2 separate regions of the Gossypium hirsutum genome follow, and region 2 is linked to region 1. A link is a contact called in public Hi-C data. All regions are on one chromosome and are shown on one strand. Each heading gives the region's core, a stretch centred on a gene start, on an enhancer-like site or on the middle of the called end of the contact. The rest is flanking DNA. Distances are from core to core; before and after follow the strand shown. Region 1 holds the start of LOC107938159 (beclin-1-like protein). Region 2 holds the start of LOC107933524 (protein CURVATURE THYLAKOID 1A, chloroplastic).

The links. Hi-C and Micro-C count contacts between places; a contact is called where the count stands out from the background.
Region 2: a Hi-C map of leaf shows a contact between it and region 1, with 2.7 times the contacts expected there. The contact joins the promoter of LOC107933524 here to the promoter of LOC107938159 in region 1. A contact is called at or near these places in 8 of 34 Hi-C or Micro-C datasets (callus, leaf, petal and 1 more).

The regions. Positions count from the first base shown.
Region 1 is chrA08:101,970,315-101,977,862 of Gossypium_hirsutum_v2.1, forward strand. It overlaps LOC107938159 (beclin-1-like protein), which reads left to right and starts at 4,758. Exons shown (of 10, transcript XM_041074602.1): 1 at 4,758-5,583; 2 at 5,885-6,225; 3 at 6,319-6,489; 4 at 6,993-7,117; 5 at 7,319-7,400. The coding sequence starts at 5,433. LOC107938161 (replication stress response regulator SDE2) reads right to left here and starts at 4,397. Exons shown (of 3, transcript XM_016871235.2): 1 at 3,748-4,397; 2 at 3,112-3,661; 3 at 2,120-2,521. The coding sequence starts at 4,397. The coding sequence ends at 2,375.
Region 2 is chrA08:102,663,813-102,671,360 of Gossypium_hirsutum_v2.1, forward strand. It overlaps LOC107933524 (protein CURVATURE THYLAKOID 1A, chloroplastic), which reads left to right and starts at 4,144. Exons shown (of 5, transcript XM_016865757.2): 1 at 4,144-4,645; 2 at 5,230-5,318; 3 at 5,414-5,521; 4 at 5,607-5,678; 5 at 6,036-6,255. The coding sequence starts at 4,489. The coding sequence ends at 6,101. It overlaps LOC107933525 (eukaryotic translation initiation factor 1A), which reads right to left. Exons shown (of 1, transcript XM_016865758.2): 1 at 7,186-7,548. The coding sequence ends at 7,351.

The DNA of each region.
Region 1 (7,548 bases), core at 3,508-6,007:
AAGATAGGAACCCTATCCCAAGTATAACTTTAAAAGAAGAAGAAAAAAAGGGCAGCTTAAGCCTTGCAAAATCTTCATCAACTTCCTCTTTTATTAAAAGAATCTGTATTTAACTTCAAATTCAACTATAGTATGATTTGCTTCTGAATATTTTTGTTTAATAAGCTAATGCTCTTCTATCAACTGAGTGTAAGTGATAAATGCTTTGCCTCATTCCCAGCAGACAAAGTTCATTGATGAAGAAGGGACTTGTTTGATGTTCATTGGATCATGTCTACAATAATTAATTACCAGAATGATTTGAGATTTTATTTCCTTCAACTATTTTCGAGTTTGATTATCAAATAAATTCATGAATCTATTTGGATTTGATCAAATTGGTCAATCGTGGATGTTTGAATTTGATCAAATTGGTTGGTTTAATCAGGAATTAGTCAGGTATCAAGTTAGAAAAGATATAAAATTGGTTGCCTTAGGTTGGGTATCAAGTTGGAAAAGGCATCAAATTGGTTGCCTTATGTATTTGTATAAATTGTTGAATTAGGTTAAAAAAACTAGTTAATCGGTTTTTAATTTTTATAAATATTATTTTTATAAATTTTTAATAATTTATTTAATTAATTCATTGATAAATTAGTGGTAAAATCAATTTGACTATCGACTTGGTTCTTAAAACTTTTGGCTTGTAACTTTTTGTTAATATATGAATATTATGCTTGGATGTGAAATATAATTCTCAAGTTATTTATTACTTCTAATATTTTATTTTTTATTGTAGAATAATTAAATTATTTGTTTCATTAATGATATTTTAGCACATTAAATATGTATTACAGTTTAAAAATAATAAAGTAGATTATATATTTTTTATAGTATTATATATTTTGATTTTTAATTCATATAATAATAATTATATTAAGAATGTTATTAAATTAAATTTTTTATTAAATTATATTTAATAATAATTATGTTAAAATATGGTTAAATTATTTATTATTTATTATTAAATTATTTTCAATAATAATCTTATTTAATAACAATAACAATAATCATCTAACTAAAAAAATTTTGCTAAGGGTATTCTGGTCATTTTAGTTTTTTTCCTTATGCTATAACAACAACATTCCATTCAACCAAACACAATAATGCTATTACAATTCTATTCCATTCCATTCAACCAAACAGTTGAATTACTGATTACAGCTCTATTCAATTACAGCCCTATTCCATTACAGTGAACCAAACGTACCGTTATATTGTTATTGTTTTGATATTGTATAACTATTGTTTTATTATTAATTTTGTTACTATTTTAGAGGAATTTACTTGTTAAGTTGCATCTATCTTAGTGTTATTTAAGTATATAGATTCTTTAAATTTATTTTAATGTTTTTAGTGTTTTTAATATATTATGTATTCTAATTCTTTTTATATAAAAAATAATATAAAAAATTTTAATATGGGCGAGTCGAGTTGGACCCAAGTTTTAGTAGTTTTAGCCATGCTAAACTTGAGTAAAATTTTACTCTCATTTTTCGAGTCGAACTGAGCCCAAGCCTATTAAATGGATCTAGAAATTTTTTAGCAATTAACCCATGAACACCTTTAATTTAAGGTACATGTTTTTTATCTTAATAATTATTGTAAGGGATAATGACTTACTTGATCATCTAATTTTATAAAAAAGTTATTTTAACTTTTTATTTAATTTTTTTTATTTTTTTAGACTTTAAATTTATATTATTTGTCAAATTATCTCAAAATGAATACAAAAGTTAATATTTGTTTAATTTTACTGACATGACATATATATATTGCAATGTAAATATCATATTAACAATTAATTAATTAATTACTAACGTAACATATACATGACAATCTACTTGTATGTCACGTTAGTAAAGTAAATAAATTTAATTTTTTCAGTGATTTGATTTAAGGATGAAAAAAAAAGAAAACGAAAAATTAAATGAAAAGTTAAAATGAATTATTATTATTATTTTTTATGAAATTGAAGTCCCGATTGTATCTTACTGTAAACCATTCCAAATATATTGAGACCTGAAATATTCCATTTTATCAAAAGAATAGACAAGAACGCAAAGAATTGGGGTTTCAATTAGCTAAAACACCACATTCTTATCACCATTATCATTCCACAAATCTCAAAATTCAGTTTAGGCGAAGTGTAACTTACAGAGACCATTAGTTAATATCCCCTCATAGCTAACAGTGTTTTAGCTTACAAGAACCAACTTATACAATATTGAACAGAAGCGAAAGAAATATATACATTTCTCCGTTTGACAAAAAGGAACACTCCTTAGCAATACACTATGAGGTGATATGAAGCCTTAGCCTACTACATAGCTTTTCACTTCTTCGCAAGCAGCTTCCTTGGAAGCTTATCTAAAGGGGTAGATTTTAGCAGGAACAGACGAGCAGCTCGCTCTTGCAAAGTACCCCCACATTTTAGCCCACGTGACTGCAGTTCAGATTTCAACCGCTCCAATCCAAGAACCTTTTGAAATGATAAATTAGTTTGCCCCCCCCCCCCCCCAAAAAAAAAAAAGGATAAATTAGTTAGTTCTGAATCAACATTGAGCATTATAAAGGCAACAGCATCACCATGTGGCCCATGACAATTTAATGCATATGCCATTTTTAACTTCATTCCATGGTATCCTTTCTTCAATTCTCTAGTTTATATCATCCAACTACTTTTTTAACATCAACACGAAGACACTGCCTAAATAACATCAAACAGCTATGGCAGGATTTAAGCTTTAAGCTAAAGGAAAGCATTTAATAAAATTGCAACAACAAACTAAAGTAAAAAGGGTGAGAGACCGAAAGTTGTATCGCTTCTTCCACCTCCTAGATGCATCAATGGTATCAATCTCTATACAAGGGTGAGAATAACAAGGGCTAGAATGAACAGACAGCCCAAATAGTTCGGATTTATTTGTTAGCAAGTTTATAAACAATGTCTTTCAAACCATCTAAAATTCTATATCTACAAACTTTAATGATTAAAAAAGGAAATAAACAAGCACTCAAAATTAGCTAAGCCTAGGAAATAGGAAAAGAACTTCAAGTGAGCAACCATACCTCCATCTCTGCAGAAGAATTAAAGTCATCAAAGTTCAATGGATTTTCTGGTTCTGTAGCATTAACATTTGAAACTAATGTGTCTTTGTGAACTTCTGGTTTTGGGATAGAAGAACAATTAAGTCCATCAATCAATTCACTTCCAACTCCATTTTCCGCAACCGGATCAGCACTGAGACATTGACTAACTATTTCCTCTTGATTTTGAGTTTTAGTTCCATTTTGTTCTGGCATCTCAGGATGAGCTGCTTCACTCCCAGCAATCACATCTGCTTCAACCATGGCATCAACATCTTCACAAGATTCCGAGCTTCGATGCAGAACAACCTCCTTCTCTTCCTCAGAACCAGTACCACTTGAGACTCCAATTGAAAAGTCTATATCCTGTTTTCCCCCCAAAACTGAACCACAACTCCCCTCAGCTCCCTTACTAGAATCTGAATGATTCCCATTGTTCAAAACTACAGATTTCTCATTTTCCTCATTATCTTCATCCTCACTGCTATAATCACTGTCACTATCACTCTCATCCACTTTCCTCTTTCCCATCCTATATAAGCAAACAAAAATAAGTCAACAATCTATATATCAATACCAACCTTATAAACGGCAAATCAAAAGAGCTTAAAAACTTACCAAATCTTCAATCTTTTGGGGTCAGCTCCTCCCGGCACTGTCTTCCGTTTTCCATTTTGGCAGGCCGCCCTAACGGACTCTTCAACCACCGCCACGCACCTCGCCGACTGCTCTCTGTACTTCTCTACGTACTTCTCGGCCTCTCCATCTCCAACTCCTTTTTTCCCAGTTTTTGCTTTCTTCTTTATGAAGTCTTCAGCGATCTTCTCCAACTTTCTCTGTTCTTCCTCCGCTTTCCACTCCTCCAACCTCTTCTCGGCATTTACATGCCTTAGCCTCCTTCCGCTCATGTCTCGGCACGCCTCGAAATTGCTTGTCTTTTTCTGCCCGGCCTTTGTGGCTGCGCCACGCAGCAGAGACCCGAAACCTCCTTTGCCACCGAGGAGCCGGAGGGAAAGGTTGAGGGTAGCGTTGGAGTGGGAAATCACCGAATCGTCCTTGAGTTGATGGCCGCGAATCAGTCGCTGGAAATTGAAAGGGATTTGGGTAAATTCCTGAATTCGGTGCTTGACATCGCCGACTTGGACTTGAAGGGTCGGGAATAGGAGCGACAAAGTTTCACCATTGAGAAGTTTAACGAACAGCTGTAACTGCCTTGGGTTCAGGTCCTTCATGTCGATATCGTCTCCGCTGATTTGATCATCTTCCATAACAGGTACGTGTCCGTGATTTCAAGATGAAGATTTGGGGATCAGGGGAAAAGGAGAAACTAGGGTTGGGATCCTGATTATAAACCTAATTTCCCGAGTAGTCCATCTTTAATATATTGGGTGTTCGGGTCAACTCCGCCGGGTAACGGAGAATCCTTAAAAGAAAAGGCAAAAAAATGTTTAATTCATCAGAAGGCCTCAATTTTATAATATAAATTTTAAATTGATCCCAAACTTCAAAACATTTTAATTGTATCTTTAAAGTATTAATATTCTATCAACCAAATTCTTGTATCACCTTAGTCATTAGCTTGGATATCAAACATCAATTTAAATATGAGGTGAAACACATTTAATCACATAGTTCAAATTATAAATATATTTATTTATCATATGGACAATTTGGATCACACATGTTAATAAAATAACTTTCTTAAATTTATTAGCTCAATATACTTTTTAATATATCATATTCAAATTATTCATAAATGTAGGTACAAAGTTATTTGGTGTTTAATCCACTTGTTTTGATTTTTAAATATGCTTTATATCAAGTTTGAACTAATATCTAATGTTGAAATTAATACACATGCTGACATAGGGTAGGTTTGGATGGACGATATGTTTATCTGCGATTAATGTAAAGACAGTAGTGGCGGTGATATTAGGTATTGCACTAATATTGTAGCGTGAGACAAAAAGTAAGCTAAATGCACTGCACCCCACCGCACTCCACCGTCCGTCCAAACCCACCCATAATGACCTAATAGATATAATATTTATATTTTAAATATTTGATTAGAAGTTTAGAGAATAATTTAAACTTTAAGCAATAGTGTAGGGACTATTAGTGAAATTAATCCAAAAGTCGTTGGGCCTGGTCACAAAAAACCTGTCATAAAAACTGTTATGATTTCTTTTGTAATGTTTTACTTGGACGGCTCAACAATCGAAACAACGAAACCCTCCATCTCTCTCTCCCCTGATTGCCCGACAGCCCGAAAATCTCCCTTCACATAGAATTCGATTAGCTAAATGAAGAAGGAATATATACCCGATAAAGGTCGGAGCTTACCCGTGGATCCAAATCTCCCCAAATGGATCTGCCAGAACTGTCACCATTCCCTCTGTATCGTCGGATTCGATTCCTACGTCGACAAGTTCCCCAACGACTCTTCTCGATCAGGTTAGGGTTTCTCCAATCTCTTCCTTTTTAAATTTCTGCTTCTGCCCAGTTGTTGAATTTAATATTTTTTCGGTTTAATTAGCTGAGGATTAATTCTTTTCGATTTTGAAGTGGTCTGAGTTGCAAAACTTATAAAATTGGGGATTTTCTATTATCTTCATGTACTGATGCTGGAATTGGGACCAAAACACAGTGGATTCTTCAATTATTTTATTTGGCTACTAAGTACTAAACCTGACTATAATAGCAGTATTTCAAGCTGATGTTCCTTGCTAAGAAAATTGATGTATGAATGATGCAGCAATGCAGGGGGCTTCGATACATGGAGCTAGCAGCATGCTGGGTTCAACACGAATGGATAACTCTTTCGTCGTGCTGCCAAAGCAAAAGCCCTTGGCCCCAGGAATCCCTCCACGACCTCGTGGCATTCCTGGTCAGCCTGATACTGGCCAAGCTAGGAAAGGTATGGAAGAATCATTTGTGGTGGTTGATAAATCAGAGTCTGCTTCTGATGGAAGTGGGACGCAATTACCATCGTCAGAAGGTGGACCAAGCAGTTCTTTGCAGCCGAACAACTCTGGATTTCACTCAACTATTACTGTCCTGAAGAATGCATTTGAGATTGCCACGACTCAGACACAGGTATTGCTCATTTTATTGCTTTTCCAGTTTGGTGCTTCATTGTTGTAGAGAGGATATATTTATACTCTTTTATTATGCATTCGGCATTTTTAGGTTGAACAACCATTATGCCTTGAGTGTATGAGGGTGTTGTCTGACAAACTTGACAAGGAGGTTGAAGATGTGACTAGGGATATCGAAGCATATGAAGCCTGTCTTCAGCGCCTGGAGGGGGAACCACGAGATGTACTCAGCGAGACTGATTTTTGTAAGGAGAAATTAAAGGTAACTGTTAGGCAGTTTCTATGAGTAACTTATATGATAAAGGATAAATGATTCCTCATGCTAGTACTTTAATTTGCAGAGAGAATTGTTAAGGGCTTTTTAATATTTTCTAATGTCTAGACACTCTAAGGCTTTAGTTTCACTTTTGTTTGGATGAGGGAGGTTTCACTCCAGAATGTTAATAAATTTTTGGTTTCAGAACAGTGTATCATAAAAGACACTAGAAGATGGCAGAGGGCTAGGATTGTTAAAATGTACAAGGATCCGATAACTGTTTTACTGGATGAATGAAAGAAAATCCCTTTGAATTAACCAAAAAAAAATCCTTCAAAAAAGAAAAAACTTTTCCCAATGTTAATCTGCATTGTATTGTTGAAAAAATATGAACAGTAAACCAGGAATACTTGTAAATGACAGTTCCTCATTATGATAAATGCATTAACTGCGTTGATAAATGATTTTCCTAGTTAAATGCATATCTGATTGTCTGTTCATTCTGTAAGATCGAGGAAGAAGAAAGAAAACTTGAAGCAGCAATTGAAGAAATAGAAAAACAGAATGCTGCAGTAAATGCAGAACTAAAAGAATTAGAGCAAAAATCAAAACGATTCAAAGAATTGGAAGAGCGGTAAGTTTCTTCTTTTTCTTCTTCTTCTTCTGTATCTTTATCCTTCATATGTGGTCGCCTCAGATAAAATTGTAGTGTTGTACAACACTTGTTTTACCTCTTTTCCCTTTGTCCTCCCCCTTGATCCTCCATCTCTTTCTCAAACCAGAATGCAAAGCACACCTTTATTTGTATATGACCAGGATTTTTTTTAATTATCAGATCCTTATGCTTGTTGGAATCAATGTGTGACAGGTATTGGCAAGAGTTTAACAACTTTCAGTTTCAATTAATCGCTCATCAGGTTAGTTTCTGATGCAGTCTCTTGACCAAAACTTTTCTTTGACCCACAATTGATTGATAAAGACAGTCCAAGATGGTTCAGCAAATGTCAATTTTACTAATGTTGTTATTTACATTGTTGTGAGCAGTAAAGTTAATCAACATTTGCA
Region 2 (7,548 bases), core at 2,894-5,393, 690 kb after region 1:
TCAGAATAATCGATAAAGTAGTTGCTCACTATTTTAGAGTCCAATTTCTTTTCATGTGGCCTATAAGGCCTTGCCTCAGCTGGACATCCCTAAATGTGAAAATGCTTTAAACTAGGCTTTTGACCAGTCCAAAGCTCATAAGGTATTTTTGCAACTACTTTATTGGGTATTTTATTCAAAATGTAAGTTGTTGTCTTTAATGCTTCTCCCTAAAGGCACTCAGGTAAGGTAGAACGAGCAATTATGCTCCTTACCATACCCTTAAGAGTCTTGTTTCATCTTTCAGCTACACCATTCATACTCAATGATCCAGGCATAGTGTACTGTGGGACAATACCGCATTCCTTTAAGAATTTTGCAAATGGTCCTGAACATTGTTCACCTGAGCCATCATATCTACTATAGTACTCACCACCACGATTAAATCTGACGTTTTTAATGCTTAAGTTGAGTTGATTCTCAACTTCAGCTTTATAAGCTTTAAAAACACGTCTAGAGACTGAGATTTCTCATGAATGAGATATAGGTACCCATAACGTTAGTACTCGTCTATGAATGTTATGAAATATTGTTGACCATTCCAGGATACCGTATGGAATGACCTACGGATATATGTATGAATTAATTTTAAGATGTCCAAAGATCTGTTGGCACCCAATCTTTTGGTTTTGGTATGTTTTCCCTTAATGCAATCAACACAGACACCAAATTCTATGAAGTCAAAAGACTCTAAAATACCATCAAACACAAGGCATTCAACTCTAACTTTTGAGATATGACCTAAGCGCTTATGCCATAATGATGCTGAATTTTCCTTATTTAATTTACGTTTAATACCATGTGATTCCACATGCAAGGTTTCATTATAGGATGCAATTGTTTCTAGCAAATAAAAGTTGTCATAAGTATTTAAATAACCAGTTCCAACAGCATTCGAATTTAAAAACAAATTAAATTGATTGTTTCCAAATGAACAATAATATCGAAATTTGTCCAATGAAGAAATAGAAACTAAATTCCGTCTAAATGACGGTACAATAAAAGTGTCTTTTAAATCCAAATAAAAACCAGTTCCTAATAACAACCTAAGATTCCCAATCGCTTCCACTTTTACCGATTTTCCATCGCCCACGAAGTGTCTTTCACCATCACTTGACTTTCGATAACTCAGGTAACCATGCATGGAAACACTTATGTGAGTAGTAGCACCAAAATCTATCCACCAAGTGTTTCTAGGTATTAAAGTTAAATTAATCTCAGAACAGACCAAACTAAGAATTATACCTTTCTTTGTATGCCAAGCATGATATTTGGTACAATCTTTCTTTACGTGTCCAGACTTGTTACAAAAGAAACAACTCTCGGTAGCTTGTTGTTGTTTCTTTTGAGCTAGACTCTTAGCAGCTTCATTCTGATATTTTATTTTCTTGCCCTTGTCTTTAGGGGCATTGGCCAAATAAGCACTTTCAGACTTATCACGCTTCAACTTTCTTCCTTTTACACACAATGAGAAATGAGCTCATTTAGAGTTCATTGCTCCTTTTGACAGTTATAACTAATTTTAAATTGATTAAACTATGCAGGAAGCGATACCAAAACCATAAGAACAAGCAATTCCTCAGAAAGCTCGATCTTAAGTGCCTTAAGTCTTGAAGCAGTATAGAACATCTCCATAATGTACTCTCTTACCTTTCCTTGACTCTTATACTTCATAGACATCAAAGAAGTCAGAAGTGATGTTATCTCAATTTTATCGTTTTTAGCAAAACGTTTCTCAATTTCATCAAGGAAACCTTTGGCTTGAGTAATCTCTTCAGATTCTGTGCCCTTAAAGGCTTTTGGAATGATGTGTTTCATGATCATTAGACTCATGCAATTTGAACGATCCCACCTCTCAAAATCCCTCTTAACATCAGGGGTGCTTTCCGCAATAAGAGGTGCAGGTTGTTCATCCCTTAATGCAAGGTTTATGTCTATATAGGCAAGCACTATAAGTAAGTGTCTTTTCCATTCCTTAAAATTAGTCCCATTAAGCATGGGTATAGAATTTATATTAGCAGATATTGTGGCAATAGAATATGAATTAGCTGAATATAGAACAAATAAAAACAAGCTCACATCAATATTCATAATTAAACAATAAATTCAAGATAATGTCTAATCCCATCTCAAGATACCAAGCACAACATTAATATCAAGTCTTTGGATAGTAATATTAACAGTAAGCGATACTCTTGTTGTAGCAATCAAACATTGACAATAAATAATGTCAAACAATTAATTAATCTTTAGACTAACTTATTACTCATACAAAATACCTTATAATTGTCACACATTTATTACCACAGATGTCATTGAAATTCTACCAAATATTAACTTACCTTTGAGTCAATCAATAAACGCATGAATCACAAAAACATATAATCATCTTGATATTTCAAATAAACTAATCTACACAAAAGAGGTCACTTTGGCGACATTTTGTTTCAACTAATCTATTTAAAATATTTGACATCCTTAATTAAAAGTCAAAATCTGAATCTATTTGTTTCAAAATATTTACCTTAATTTCATCTTTCAATCGAATTAAAAGATAATCATATATATTTATATAATTTTTCAAAACAACATGCATTAAACCAATCAAAGCATGCATATATTATATATTTATATATATAAATGAAACATACGAAACTAAAGCATGCATATATTATATATTTATGTATATAAATGAAACATACGAAACTATGAACTTCTTTTCCAATTTTTTTTAACTAAATGTCATACAGATTTATTATTTATTCATTTAACAGAAATTGAAACATAGGACAATGAAGAATGAAAAAAAAATATTGACTTTAACATGATCATTCACTGAAGTAAAATATTTTAAACTCTATAATTAAATTTATCAATTTGAAAATCACCCAAATTAAAAATTAAAATAAATCCCTAAAATTTTAATATGAATTCAAGATAATCAAGATATTAAAAAAATACTTTAATATAAACCTTCAAAGATGTTATCCGAAATATAAAACCCATGAAATTTTATAAATCAATCATTCAAATGAATAACCTTAATCAATTCCCAATTATTTAATATGTTCGAGGCTCGGATGTCACTTGTTAGAATTATTAATTAAGATATGATATAAAATTTAATAAATCATACATCAGGATCTTCTCATGTCAAATCATTAAGAACAAAATAAGAATAAAACTAGATGCAGAAGCATACCTAAATCCATAAATTCCTTGAAGTTTTTCCTGATCTTGGGAATTTGATCTTCCAAATTAGCACACAAGAAATTCAGAGAATATTGCTCTCTCTTTCTTAAGGATGGGATATTAGAAAAGATATCTTGTATATAATTTGGGGACCATAACCCTAATATTTATAATCTTGTCATATTAGTACTAATTTCTAATTAGCCCATCATTAATTAGAATTTGATTAGAACTCAATTGCTAAAATATTTACACGTATTTGACCCATATTTTATTTAATAATTAAAGCACAATAAAACATTAACCAAATTAGATCACTTTTAATTTGGTCTAACATATCATGATAGTAAATAATAATAACATGTAATTATTCTTATTATATATGTGATGTCCATATTTTTCAACACGTTCTTCATAGGATAAATCATGGCAACCAACCATTTCTGTATTAAAGGTCGAAAAGAAATGTATGGCCCAACTATACGAAATTTTGATTACGTCACTTGGGCTCCAAAATTTTTCCTGAAAAATAAAATGATTGTGATTCCTCCATATGTGCCAAGCAAGAATTCTAAAAAGGCATGCCCAATTGATTCCTCCCTCATGGATCATAGTATTATCTTACACATTAAAAAGAATCCAATCGAAGTATTAAAATTCATATTTTAACAAAACTAGACTTGAACAATTTTATTTAACTAAATTAAAAAAAATTAAAATGATAAATATTTTTTAACAGCTTTCAAATTAAATGGTAAATTTTCGATAAAATTCAAGTTATATTTTTATATAAAAAAATACCTTGATTTATAGAAAAATTAATATACCTTGAGTGAAAGTTTTTGACGATAATCAAAGTCGTGATAACCCGCCCATTTAAAAGGTGTAGCTAGTGGGCTATGACCCCTTATTACTCAAAACATGGATTGCATATAGATAGGGAACGAACCAATCATAATCCTCCTTCAAAAATCTTATCCACCTGTCAATCACTCCATTCGTCTGCCACCAAAACCTCACCCACACTAATAATACCATTTTTTATTATTACTTTTAGGTAATTCAAACATTCAGACAAAAATAAATTAGAAAACGAATTTTTTCTAAGAAGAGCTTTTTTTTTTTTTTTTTTTGAAAGCAAGGAAGAATACTACTGTGAAAGAAGGCAGCAAAAGGAAAGGAAAGGATAGGATTTGTAGCGTTCAAGAGGGCGCTTATCTATCTCAGAAATAGCAGTAATTAATTTTTGAGGAAAAAATGGCGGCAGCAGCAGCATCAGCTTCCATGTCGGCCACCGCCGTCTTGATTCCACGTGTTCCTGCAGCCGTTAGAACAACCCACTGTTCCGCCTTGCCGCCTGTCCCTCCTCGCGTTTCCACCGCTTCCTTTTCCTCGTCCGTTAAGCTAACTCCAGGTACTGCTGTTAACATTCTCCCTTTTAACGCCTCACTTCACTTGCCTGCTCTTCCTTTTGTTTGATTTTACTGAATGAAAATGAAAGCTTAATGGTCATAGAAGTTAAGAGTTCACTTCTATATCCTGTTCTTCCAAACACCATATTCGGAATTGAGATTGGTTTTTTCGGAAATGAAATCATTGGTGGTGGGTGTAGGATCAGAAACGTTATATTGGTGACAATCACACGTGTTAAGAGTAGTTGCAGTAAACTAATTATGGAGGCTTTTGTCTGAAAAAATGGGTCAATCTTTTGGACGATAATATGGGAGTTGGGACCCCAAATTTCAAATGGGGATGAATTGGTACCAATTCAAGTATGGGATAGAATGCAAGTAACAACTCTGGATGAATGTCGGACATGTTCGTATAACATGAATAGATAGGTAAAACAACTATGAAGTGGTCTAATATATAGCGCTCTTCCTTTATAATGCCACAACAACAAATAGTTTTATTTGGTTGTCTCTGTCATAGTATATGCATTTGACTTTGAGCTACGTATTCCTTGGCCTTCTATTTACCCTGTTGTTTTTGGTACAGAATCCCGGAGGTTTCCTTTTCTCCAAACAAAAGCAACAGAAGACACCTCTGTCGATACCGGGGAGCTTTTTGATGACTTGAAAGAAAAAGTGAGAAAATGGTGGCCTGCACATAATCAATTTCTTGCTCTTTTAACCTGCTGAACTGAGTGCCTGACTTGGCTTGTTTTTTCGTGGTTTTCTAGTGGGATAAAGTTGAGAACAAGACCACGGTTCTTCTTTATGGTGGTGGGGCAATAGTTGCCGTTTGGCTATCATCTATTCTTGTTGGCGCCATTAACTCAGTGCCCTTGGTAAGTGGAACTCTTCATGCTACACTTTATAACTTGTTTTATATGCTAATCCTATCTGAAATCAATGCATTTCTGTGCTTCTCAGCTTCCAAAGATAATGGAGTTGGTTGGACTTGGATATTCAGGATGGTTTGTCTATAGATACCTTCTCTTCAAGGTAAGTTTTCAGTCAAATATATATGGTCCCATGTATTTTTTGTGTGGAATAATCCAAGTTCTTTATGGGTGAGCCACATCATTTAAACACTTGCAAATTGTTCAACTTGATAACTCTAAAGGGAAATTTACAAATGCATGAAGAGACAATGATGTATTTGATGGTTTTGAATCAGCATTTTTTTGTTGCAAGTGCTCACTTTGAACTTTTAAATCTAGCTTATATATTAGAGGTGGTGTTCAACTTAAAAGAGTGGATTAATTTACGATTAAAATCAAATTGGTTATCAGACTATAGTATCAGATCATATATATGAACACTAAAAGCCGTGTGCTAAAAACATGCGTATTACCTCAGTCAAGCAGGAAAGAACTAGCTACGGATATTGAGGCACTGAAGAAGAAGATTGCTGGAACTGAATAGATGTACAGGATTGGCAATGGCATGCTAATCTGGCCTTCTTGTATCCTCTAAAAGAGACATCTTTATTCTGTAATTGTAGGGATTCCTTGTATGAATTCTTGTCACCTTTATATTTCCCCTGTTCCTGGAATAAAACTTGTCAATTTTATGCGCATGCCTCTAGTTTTCCTACTACATATAAATGCCATGTTTAGTGCAGAGATATCCCATTTCTTCCATTAAAATGTACAGTGACTCGCCCTATTATCATGTCAAGGTTCATGAACTCTGCAGAAACAAAACAACAAATTCGAGCATGCAAATGCCAACACTTCTTAATATCTCTCAAGAAACCATAGTTAAATTGCAAATCTTTTCCTATACAACAGAGTCGCCTGAATGTCATTCTAAAGCTGGAGAAGCTTTCTAGAGGTAGGAGGAACCGATATATAACATTCATAGTTTAATATTAACCAGCTGCCACCAAATTCAATACCCAGATTGATATCATACTTGAGACTCACATTAGCACACAACTCTGCATCCCCCCCCCCCTGGGGCCCGAAAAAGAAAAGGTAACCATATCCAACACGTATTTGGACATTGATATTAGGAATAGGATCCTCTAGATATATGAAAAATTTTCAAAACAATTGAGTATACCCATATCCGGCACTCACCACCTAATCCTAATCAACATAACATAGACCATAATACATGAAATTGTCACCTATCATCTTGGTTATGGTCAAACAATGGTGATTAATGCCTTCCAGTAACAGCAATGGTTCTGGCTACAAAAAGCCAGAAACCAATATTCTTCAATTTCCATACAACAATAAAAATCTAACAAAAAGAAGAAAACATTGAAATCAAAACCATAATATTCCCACAAAACTTTGAAATCAAAGCCACCCTGCAATCAAATAGAACTCCCCAATGGAATAAAGGACTCAGACCACAACCACAATCAAAATCTTAACTAATTCTCAAAAGAAAATGATAACATGAAAGCAAATAAAACAAAATCCGCCAGCCAAACTCAAAAATCAACCCATACTAAATTGCAATATTCAGAAATGAGGACAAAATATGAAAACCCATGTCAAATTTAAAGAGAAAACAATGCCATTAACATAATAAAAGGTAAATCCATGTGTAATAACATAAATCCAGCATCCATTGTGCTTAATAAAGCATGACCATACGGCAAATATCACCACCATATCTTAAAATAAATTCAAAAATGACAAAAAAGAAGAAGAGAAATTTAAATCTTATCGATGTCCTCATCCTCGAACTCGATGTAGTCATCGCCTGCACCATCATCTTCCTCATCAATGCCGCCAGCAATCCCTTCATTCAACCTGGTATTCTCGGGTAGCTCACCATAAGCTTTGAGAAGCCTAGCTTCATCGGGCATGTATTTCAAGATGACGTCAGCCTTGTCATCTTGATAATCCCTAAG